Linked DNA regions of Drosophila melanogaster: regions 1 and 2 are each linked to region 3. The links are chromatin contacts, called in public Hi-C and HiChIP or PLAC-seq maps. All regions are on one chromosome and are shown on one strand. Each heading gives the region's core, a stretch centred on a gene start, on an enhancer-like site or on the middle of the called end of the contact. The rest is flanking DNA. Distances are from core to core; before and after follow the strand shown. Region 1 holds the start of larp (La related protein). Region 2 holds the start of wdb (widerborst). Region 3 holds the start of mfrn (mitoferrin).

The links. A called contact is a pair of places that touch in the nucleus more often than the background predicts. HiChIP or PLAC-seq counts read pairs in DNA pulled down with a chosen protein or histone mark.
Region 1: a Hi-C map of the S2 cell line shows a contact between it and region 3, with 5 times the contacts expected there. The contact joins the promoter of larp here to the promoter of mfrn in region 3. A contact is called at or near these places in 7 of 107 Hi-C or Micro-C datasets (the D17-c3 cell line, the Kc167 cell line, the S2 cell line and 1 more) and 3 of 6 datasets of contacts at active chromatin or transcription factors (all in the Kc167 cell line).
Region 2: a contact with region 3 is called in a POLR2A S2P HiChIP or PLAC-seq map of the Kc167 cell line, with 2.3 times the contacts expected there. The contact joins the promoter of wdb here to the promoter of mfrn in region 3. A contact is called at or near these places in 2 of 107 Hi-C or Micro-C datasets (embryo and pre-blastoderm embryo) and 1 of 6 datasets of contacts at active chromatin or transcription factors (the Kc167 cell line).

The regions. Positions count from the first base shown.
Region 1 is chr3R:28,335,186-28,338,121 of dm6, forward strand. It overlaps larp (La related protein), which reads right to left and starts at 1,255. Exons shown (of 7, transcript NM_170365.4): 1 at 823-1,255. Gfat2 (Glutamine:fructose-6-phosphate aminotransferase 2) reads right to left here. Exons shown (of 2, transcript NM_143360.4): 1 at 2,685-2,936; 2 at 1,834-2,482. The coding sequence ends at 2,108. It also overlaps asRNA:CR46104.
Region 2 is chr3R:27,580,769-27,583,567 of dm6, forward strand. It overlaps wdb (widerborst), which reads right to left and starts at 1,473. Exons shown (of 9, transcript NM_170340.2): 1 at 821-1,473. It overlaps pins (partner of inscuteable), which reads left to right and starts at 2,072. Exons shown (of 2, transcript NM_080260.4): 1 at 2,072-2,799. The coding sequence starts at 2,320.
Region 3 is chr3R:27,946,295-27,949,277 of dm6, forward strand. mfrn (mitoferrin) reads right to left here and starts at 1,727. Exons shown (of 6, transcript NM_143343.3): 1 at 900-1,727. The coding sequence starts at 1,016. It overlaps Gp93 (Glycoprotein 93), which reads left to right and starts at 2,417. Exons shown (of 5, transcript NM_143344.3): 1 at 2,417-2,607; 2 at 2,690-2,779; 3 at 2,877-2,959. The coding sequence starts at 2,568.

The sequences.
Region 1 (2,936 bases), core at 5-2,504, 390 kb after region 3:
TTCGCCCTTCTGCAATAATATTTACATCTTTACTTAATGCAACTATTACAGCACACACACATACGCACATACACTGCACTTTGAACTTGGGGCTTTCGCAATGGGGATTACTATTCTTGTGGGACTGCAGAAGAGCCTCCCGAGGAGTGCGGTGATTTTTTAGGAACTGGCCATCGGAAAAGCCTCTCCCAGCGGCCGTTTTCTCGATTTTCCTCAGCTGTCACGCTCCTCGGCGAATTGAATTTACTGCCACGGATTTTGCACGATTATATACTGCAGTTTGGGCGAGCGGAGAAAATCCGTTGCGAGGCACGACCAATCGTGAATCGAGAGGTATTATATTATTATGCAGCAGCCACACACAGCAGTGTTCCAAAGAAGAAGAAGAAGTGAGGTTAGATTTTTGCCCCACACAAGAGGAAGAGGAAGCAGCAACACAACGCTAAGCGACCAGGGCTGCCGCAAAGCGAGCTGCCCACTTGCCAAACTGGAGTACAACGTAATGGCATGGCGTTGAACGTAACCGGTAATACGACAGGAAATCGAAGCGAATTAAAGGTGCAAATAAAAGAAACTGCGTTTATAGCTACAATTTGGTTTTATTATACCCTGTGGCCTACCACAATATCCCTGTTTTCGCTTCACCCAATATTATGCAATATCCAATGCACTCGGCTAACGGCCTGCATTGCTGTTAGTGCCGCCCTGGTCGGGCCTTTTAAAACAGCTGATTTCGACTGCAGCTCGCCTCGAATTTCAAAACGATGCACGCGGTCACACACACATACACAAGTTAAGGTTCAGATTGATTTGAATACGCACCAGAGGAGATTGAAATGGAAACAAGAATTGTATTTTATTCCGCTATCTCTCCCACTTCTTGTTTCGTACGTTTCGTATGTTCACTACGCACTTTCCGCTCCGCGTGTTAACACGTACACAAGTGTGTGTGTGCGTGCGTGTGTTGTTATTGTTGCTTTGCTTTTGCTTTTGCGGGTTTCCTTGCACACACACTTTCGCACCACTACGCACCTCGAATCACTGCCTCTCGCTCGCACTCACTCACGCGCTGCTGGGCAGAACGTTACGAATATTATTTATCGGGTTTTTTCGCAATTGCACACACACTCGCTGCGTTATTGGTTGCACCGTACTTGCGCCGTTCACTTGTCTTGTCAATTAACCGCAATTAGTCAATTAATTGGAGCATTATACCGCCGAAACGAAAATCAAAATCGGTTACCAGACATGTGGTTCTACGGGTCCAAAAGAAAAAGAGCAGGGTTGTTGTTCAATTCGTTTGCGTTGCGTTGCGATAGATATCGACCGATGTGATAGCTACGGTTAATAGAGATGTCCCAACCGGCTCGCAACTGATTTAATTTATTTAATGTTGTTTTTAAATATGATTTTGAAATATCTTCCAGAAAGAATTACTTTTCGAGAACAAACTTATTTTTTCCCCATTTACCACTTGATTTGAAATTGAAAATAGGACATTCAAATTTATGCGGCTTATCGATTTCACACTACTTAAGTGCTCGGAATATCATTTATTTTTATCAGAATTTATTTTTATTTAGTTTTATCAGAATTAAATATATATGTAATTTTTCTTTTTCTAAAATTTACAACGTGATTAACATAACGTAAGCAATAACGTGACGTGGCCCTCGTTTTTTAAACATTTGAAACAAATGTTTAATGTCAGATAAGCATTTTTTGTAAAGTGAGGTACATATAGATCTTTGTTTGGTTTTTCCCGTTTTCAAACAAATTTACTGGTTAAACATTTTCCAATCCATTTTTAATTGAAAGCAGCAAAACACTTTTAAAGAAAAACTGGAAATAATTATATTTCAATTGCACATTCACAAAAAGTAGTGGGTCCACAACACAAAGGGTCAGTACAGCTACAAATGTAGGGGTTAAACATATGTGGCTTCAGCCAGAAGGAGCACAAATGGGTTAAGGGTTCGGATTTTGATCCGACAAAATACCAGAAAATTTTAACTTAAGTGCTAGGGTTTGTTTTGTTTTTCTCAGGCAGATACTAAAATGGAATTCTTGAGACGGTGCGAGCCAGTTAGCCAGATAGTTGGGGCGCCTACTCCACGGTCACCGACTTGGCCAGGTTCCTGGGGCAGTCCACGTCGCAGCCGCGGAGCACGGCGATGTGGTAGGACAGCAGCTGGAGCGGAATCACCGTGAGCACGCCCTGCAGGCAGTCCACGGTCCTCGGGATCTGCAGCGAACGCGTGGAGAAGGACATGGTCTCGTTGTCGCCCTCCTCGCAGATTAGGATCGGTCTGCCCTTGCGGGACGTCACCTGCTGCAGTGCATTCATGCACTTGGTGTACACCGGATCCCGCAGCACGATCATCAGCACGGGCATCTCCTTGTCCACCAGGGCCAGTGGTCCGTGTTTCAGTTCTCCAGCCAGGATTCCTTCGCTGTGCATGTACGTCAGCTCCTTGACTTTCTGCAATGAGCAAGTTAATTGATTAAATTCAGCTCATGAAGCGTGGGACAAACATAATAATTAATTTAAGTGCACTTGGCAAATAAACAAGTTAAGTGAATTGTTGACATCGGTTATTTTCCATCATTACGTTCCCATGCATGCATTACGATGCATAAATGAGATTCGATTAAATTATAGCTCAAATTATCAAATGGATTACCAGTGCGCCCTCCAAACAGGTGGCGAAGTTGAAGCCCCTGCCCATAATGAGCAGCGACTTGTGCTCGTACAACTCCTTGGCAAGCTGCTGCACCTGCGAGTTCAGCTTGAGGACAGTCCTAATGTGCTCGTCCAGCTGCGATAGGCCATCGATGATCTCCAAGCGGCGCTGTTGCAGCGAGAGACGATCCTCCGACATGACCAAGGCGAACATAACCAGCGAAATGAACTGGGAGGTGTAGGCCTTCGTGGA
Region 2 (2,799 bases), core at 223-2,722, 370 kb before region 3:
TTCTTAACACATTTTACTGCTTGACACACACACTTATCATAAATATGTATGTTTCAAACACACACACAGGCACACACACTCGGTGCGAGAGAGACACACACACGCACGCGGCACAAAATCGATATTCTAAAAATAATATAAGTAAAAAATATATATGCTCATACGAATTCTAACCGATTGCGTGCGTGTATTTGTGTGTGCGTGTGTGTGTGCGGGCTGGCTGGATTGCGAGCGTAATTACATATTTATTTATTTATTAAAACTTTTGAAACACCGAATTGCGTCTGGGGATTTAGCCGCTTACTGCGCACTTGAAAAATTTGCATTCGCCTTGGAAATTTGGCTTTAATTTTGCACTCGGCTTTGTTTAGTTGCCTTTTATTTCTCCTTCTTTATTCGGGCTTGGAATTTTCGCTGCAGAATTTATTAAAAACCGACTGCGTATGTGTGTATATAAAAGATTTCTATATCTTTTGCAACCGACGACGAAGGCGGCATACGGCAACTGTGGCGATATTTTTTTCCTTCGTCCGACTCTCGCGCTCTCTTTTCGTTTTCGGCTTGCTCTCTCTGGCACATGGGTATATACTATACGCGAGAGGGAGCAGGCACACACAAACGAAAAGCCTGCCTCCAATTGATTAGTATTAGTACTTCGAATAGTATTACTATTGTTATTGTTTTCATCTAGCTGACTTTCAATTGTTTGGTGCTGATATTTAGCTAGATTCCCCAGGTGCGATTACTCATTTGGCTTTTGTTTCGAGACCACTGTGCCAGATTTCTGGGTGAGAGCGTGGTGAGTTTCGTTTCAACTCACCACAGAAACTGTTGTTGCGCGTCGCGCTCTCTATTTAGGCGGCTCTCTCCCACACACGGTCACACTACAGTCCCAAAAATGAATGAAAATACCACAAAATACCATCCAACGCACGGGCACACCGGCGAACTGAAAGACGCCGCTGCTTTCAAGTTTTTCTCCCGTTTTTATTTCCTATCGAGGGCGATAACCAAACAAGGCTATCGTTATCGACCTCTCGCTCGCTCTGTATCCCTCCTTCCCTGTCGCACTCGCTCTCCTTTTGTGTGGCTAATTTTTTCCTTTTAGTCCTTTTTTCGGTTGCCTTCGTGCAGAAATTCCCTGCTTTATGTAATTTAGAACACAATGTTTGCGTTGCACTGTTGGCCGACTGCAGCTGAAAACCGCACAAAAAAAGCGACGCACACACACACCTTCGAGCATCCGGACTTCCAATTTGCACTGCTTTTCTAACAGTCTATCGCGCACGCACTGCCACAATTTCACCCGCTTATCGCGCCGCAATATGGGACGTTCGCTTTTCAATCGATTTTGGTAACCGGCAGGTGCGCTTTATGCGAGAATTACGAATTTTCTCCAGCGGCAACTAGAATCGTTCACACAGACACCGTAGAAGTGACGCCATCTTTGAAGCGATTAGTGTTGCAAAGCGCGTCTGCAAAAGTGCTGGCTACCAACTACGGTTGATAGGGATGAGGGCTATGGCTTGTTGACCGAAAATGATAAATGTTAACTATGCCAATATATTTTAGATTTTACTAATACGTTACAAAAATAAGAAAAGACTATGATAAAATTGTGTTTTAGCTTGGCTCATAAGTATTGATCCTTTATAAGCTATGGTCTTGCAGTGGCTAACATTTCTCAAATTAGGGCAACCATCTGATAAGATTTCTAATTCGAATTCTAATAAATGAATTTAAACTGCTTTTTCTTAAAGTTAAAAAAAAATTAGTTTTAAATCAAACGGCATGCATACATTAACCATCAAACAATGTAATTATATATATAATATTACCAATTGGGCTACTAAATATTGCTGATATGTAAGCTATGGTCATGAGGTAAAGGCATATTATTTATATAATTTTCATAGTATCTTTGTTGTAGGGGAAAAATAACAAGTAATTTAAAATTGTTCAATTGACTTAAAACAAAATATAACAGATATTATTTTTAAATCCAACGACATACCATATAAAGTTGGTATTTCTTTCTAATCTGCTTGGTATTCTCATCGACCCCAATCGGTCACACTGGTCGTGAATCAGAAACGCACTAATTAGTCAAAAAAACGGTACAAAAGATCGCTTAATTGCTGAAATTTCACCTGTCGCAGTTAAGTTTACCCACCAGCAGTTCAAAACCAGCCAGAGGCTAGCTAAAAACCCCAAAGATCGACCCCAAAACATCGCCGCAAAGTGGACAACTCCCAGTTTTCAGAGCACCTGCCCCTCAAAAAGGAGCATCGCGACAAAAAGGCGAGACTTCGCAGCAGAATGTCCTCGCTCTCTGCGTCCGCGGAGAATGTGTCCAGTTTGGGACTGGGATCGGGCGGAGGAGGAACTACTTCCCACGACGGCAACTCCCAGCAGGGTTCCGGATCCGACGGAGGATCCAGTATGTGCCTGGAACTGGCCCTCGAGGGTGAACGCCTCTGCAAGGCGGGTGACTGCCGGGCGGGCGTGGCCTTCTTCCAGGCGGCCATTCAGGCCGGAACCGAGGATCTTCGCACTCTGTCCGCCATCTACTCCCAGCTGGGCAACGCCTACTTCTACCTAGGCGACTACAACAAGGCGATGCAGTACCACAAACACGATCTTACGCTGGCCAAGAGCATGAACGACCGACTGGGCGAGGCCAAGTCCTCTGGCAATCTGGGCAACACCCTCAAGGTAATGGGTCGCTTCGACGAGGCGGCCATCTGTTGCGAGAGGCACCTAACGCTGGCCAGGCAGCTGGGAGATCGTCTGTCCGAG
Region 3 (2,983 bases), core at 477-2,976:
CGAGTGGGGGAAATCTAATTAAAGGGTTCTCTGCGACGAACTGATAGAAGTTTCCATTGCATAAAAGCCCGATAGAGCTGCGTTCGAAGAGATCGCGGAGCCAACATGATTCATTCATCCCGATGGTGTATTGTGTGTGTGCCGTGATAAGAGAACCCGGTGATAGGTAATTATTGCAAGCAAGCGGCCTCAATTGGTGTCCAATTTGGTTTTCCGCTCTCTGGCTTTTAAAACTTCACGAATTTTAGCTCGTCAAACGGACTGTGTCCAGAATCTAGATTATAACGATGACGCCGGGAATACCGACCAGGCTTTAGACTGGCAACCAACTGCCTGCCGGCTGTCACTTGCGCGATTGACACATGTGGCCACGAAAATCAATAAGTGCTCGAGCCACCAGCCAGCTGAGTGAAATACAACGAAACAAGAATCGGTCAATAATAGGTATTGAATGCGTGGTGTACATATGTACATATTTACATATAACCATATACATATGTGTATATACTTGCGGCGAACGTCATTACGAGGTGGGCATTTGCATACGCTTAAGTGGCGGACTTGTGCACTTGGTTGGCCCTACCGAATTTTCAGAAGAACGATGAGAACGCTCCGCCGATAAGAGCTAGTCCAATTACTATGGCTAATCTTATCGCGGAAGCATAAACCAATGGAACGTGCTACGATAAGCGTTCAGAGCGGCTATATGTGGCTATACCACCCAGAGCTCTTAATGAGAAACGCAACTCTTGGTTGCACTCGAGACGTGGGCAATTACATCACGATTATGCCAAAGCAGCGGCGGCACACACAAAATTCCGATTGATAGTGAGGTTAGGTCGTGTTATGTTCATGCCGCTGCTCCTCCGATTACCAGGCGGCCATGCAGTCTCTCTCACCTTGACGGAGTCCAGCGGATACATGACCACATGCTCCAGCACGCCCGCAATTGCGCCCGCCGTCATATTGACACCCACACTGGTGGTGGGCAGCGATTCGTAGTCGTCGATGTTCATGGTGGATCCGAACGGTTGCCGTCGCTTTCGATTGTTGAGGCTGCTGGTGGGGCTGCACTATCGACTGTGTTGTGTGCTAATGCTGTGGTTGCGCCCTTGCAGTCGCTGCTCCTCTTACGACAACCTGCTAATCCGGACCAGTTCTGCCAAGTCGCTGTTGCAGTTGCTGCTGCAGAGCCGCTTTCTCCGCTGGGATCGGGTCGCTCCGCCTGTCGAGGATCGGCGTTGGTTAGCGGGCAACTCTTGGCCGGCGTATGTCGGGCACTTTTGGTGCAATTTTGTTGTATAACACGGATAACACGACGATTCACGGACGCACGGGCGGGTGTATTTCGGGGGGTGGTGCTGCTGGCGGAGGCGGCGGCGGTGGCGGTGGTGGTGCAGAGTGTACGCGTGAGGTGGTCTTATGCGAAACTGCTAATTGACACTGCTGTTGCACGACTAGCATACAGACGACATAGAGACGATTCCCCGATTCAACGATTCACGCGAGGAAGCAATTTCTGGTTTAGTTGCTCGCGGCTAAGCTGCTGCTGCTGGAGTGGCGGCTGCGGATCGGTTGTTTTATGAATATATAAGAGTCGGTTTGTGGCCGAAGCGGAATTTTGGCTGGGTCGGTGTTTGGCAACTGACGCAAATGTTGTATGATTACAGCGAATCATTAAATTTCGCCCAATAAACAAGCCTCGTGCCCAGAGTGACCGCAGCGGGAACGTCGCAAAATACCAAAATGGCTCGGGTGAAAATACCAGCACAAGTCCACCCACATGTGGGTGCGGAACCTTAACGCCATGGCAAATAAAAATACCAACATTAAAATATTTAACTTAACATTGTAAAATAAACCGAACGGTACAAAATCATATGTTATATATTCTAAAACGAAATGGATTTCCTTGATCTCTGTCAGGAATTTATATTTTATTTCAATTCATATTTTTATCATTACTTTGCTATATCAATAAGTTCTCAGTTATCTATTTTGGCAGCTTAAAAATTGTATATACACGAAGTTGTTGTGCAACCGACCGAAGAATTTATTATTTTAAAGCTTAGTTGTTGTATACATGAAAAGATACTAATTTGTTTCAAATATAAATCATATATCTACCGGCCTAAGTGTTCCCTTTTGTAAACTATTGATATAAGAATGTAAATTATCAAATTAAATATATTTAACAGTAGAGTTTTGACACTACATCCTCTTGTAAACTAAATCCCAAATAGATTCTATGAATGTATGGGCTTTCAAATAAGCAAACATTAAATTTATTTAAATTACACTATTTTCGTGCTCTGTGCTGTATATATATCCTATTTCCAGTGCAGCCCCTGGTATTTCCTTCCAATGCGCTTAGAATGTTCCAGCGCCGGAATACGGTCACTCTGCGAGGCATTTAAAGGCCTTCCAGCCGCTTGTCGGCGTCAGTAAAAAAAAATCAAAGCAGGCGACGCAAGTGCGGACTAATTTATTGCATCTGTTATTCGTGACGTGGCCTTTCGCCGGACGAACCGATAGCTCGAGCTCCGTAAATCAAGCTACCAAAGATCATGAAGTACTTTTTGCTGGTGGGCCTGCTGCTCCTAGCAGGTAAGTGTGCACATTTGCCACGCCGCATTGAACCGGTGTTTTAACCTAATTATTAATTGGCGTCTGATTCGCGTCTGATTAGGCATCAATCAAATAGCCGCCGATGACGAGGCCGCCACAACGGAGACCATCGACCTTGATCTGGGCTCCTTCAAGGAGGGCTCCCGCACCGGTACGTAGACACGCCCCCCTCTCGCGACGACGAGTTTTGTTTGGTACACGTCAGCGTTGCGATAACCGCCCCCTTTTTCTAATTCCCAATCCCCCAGATGCCGAGACCCTGAAGCGCGAGGAGGAGGCCATCCAGCTGGACGGCCTGAACGTGGCGCAGCTGAAGGAAATTCGCGAGAAGGTGGGTTCATTGCCAGGTCATTTG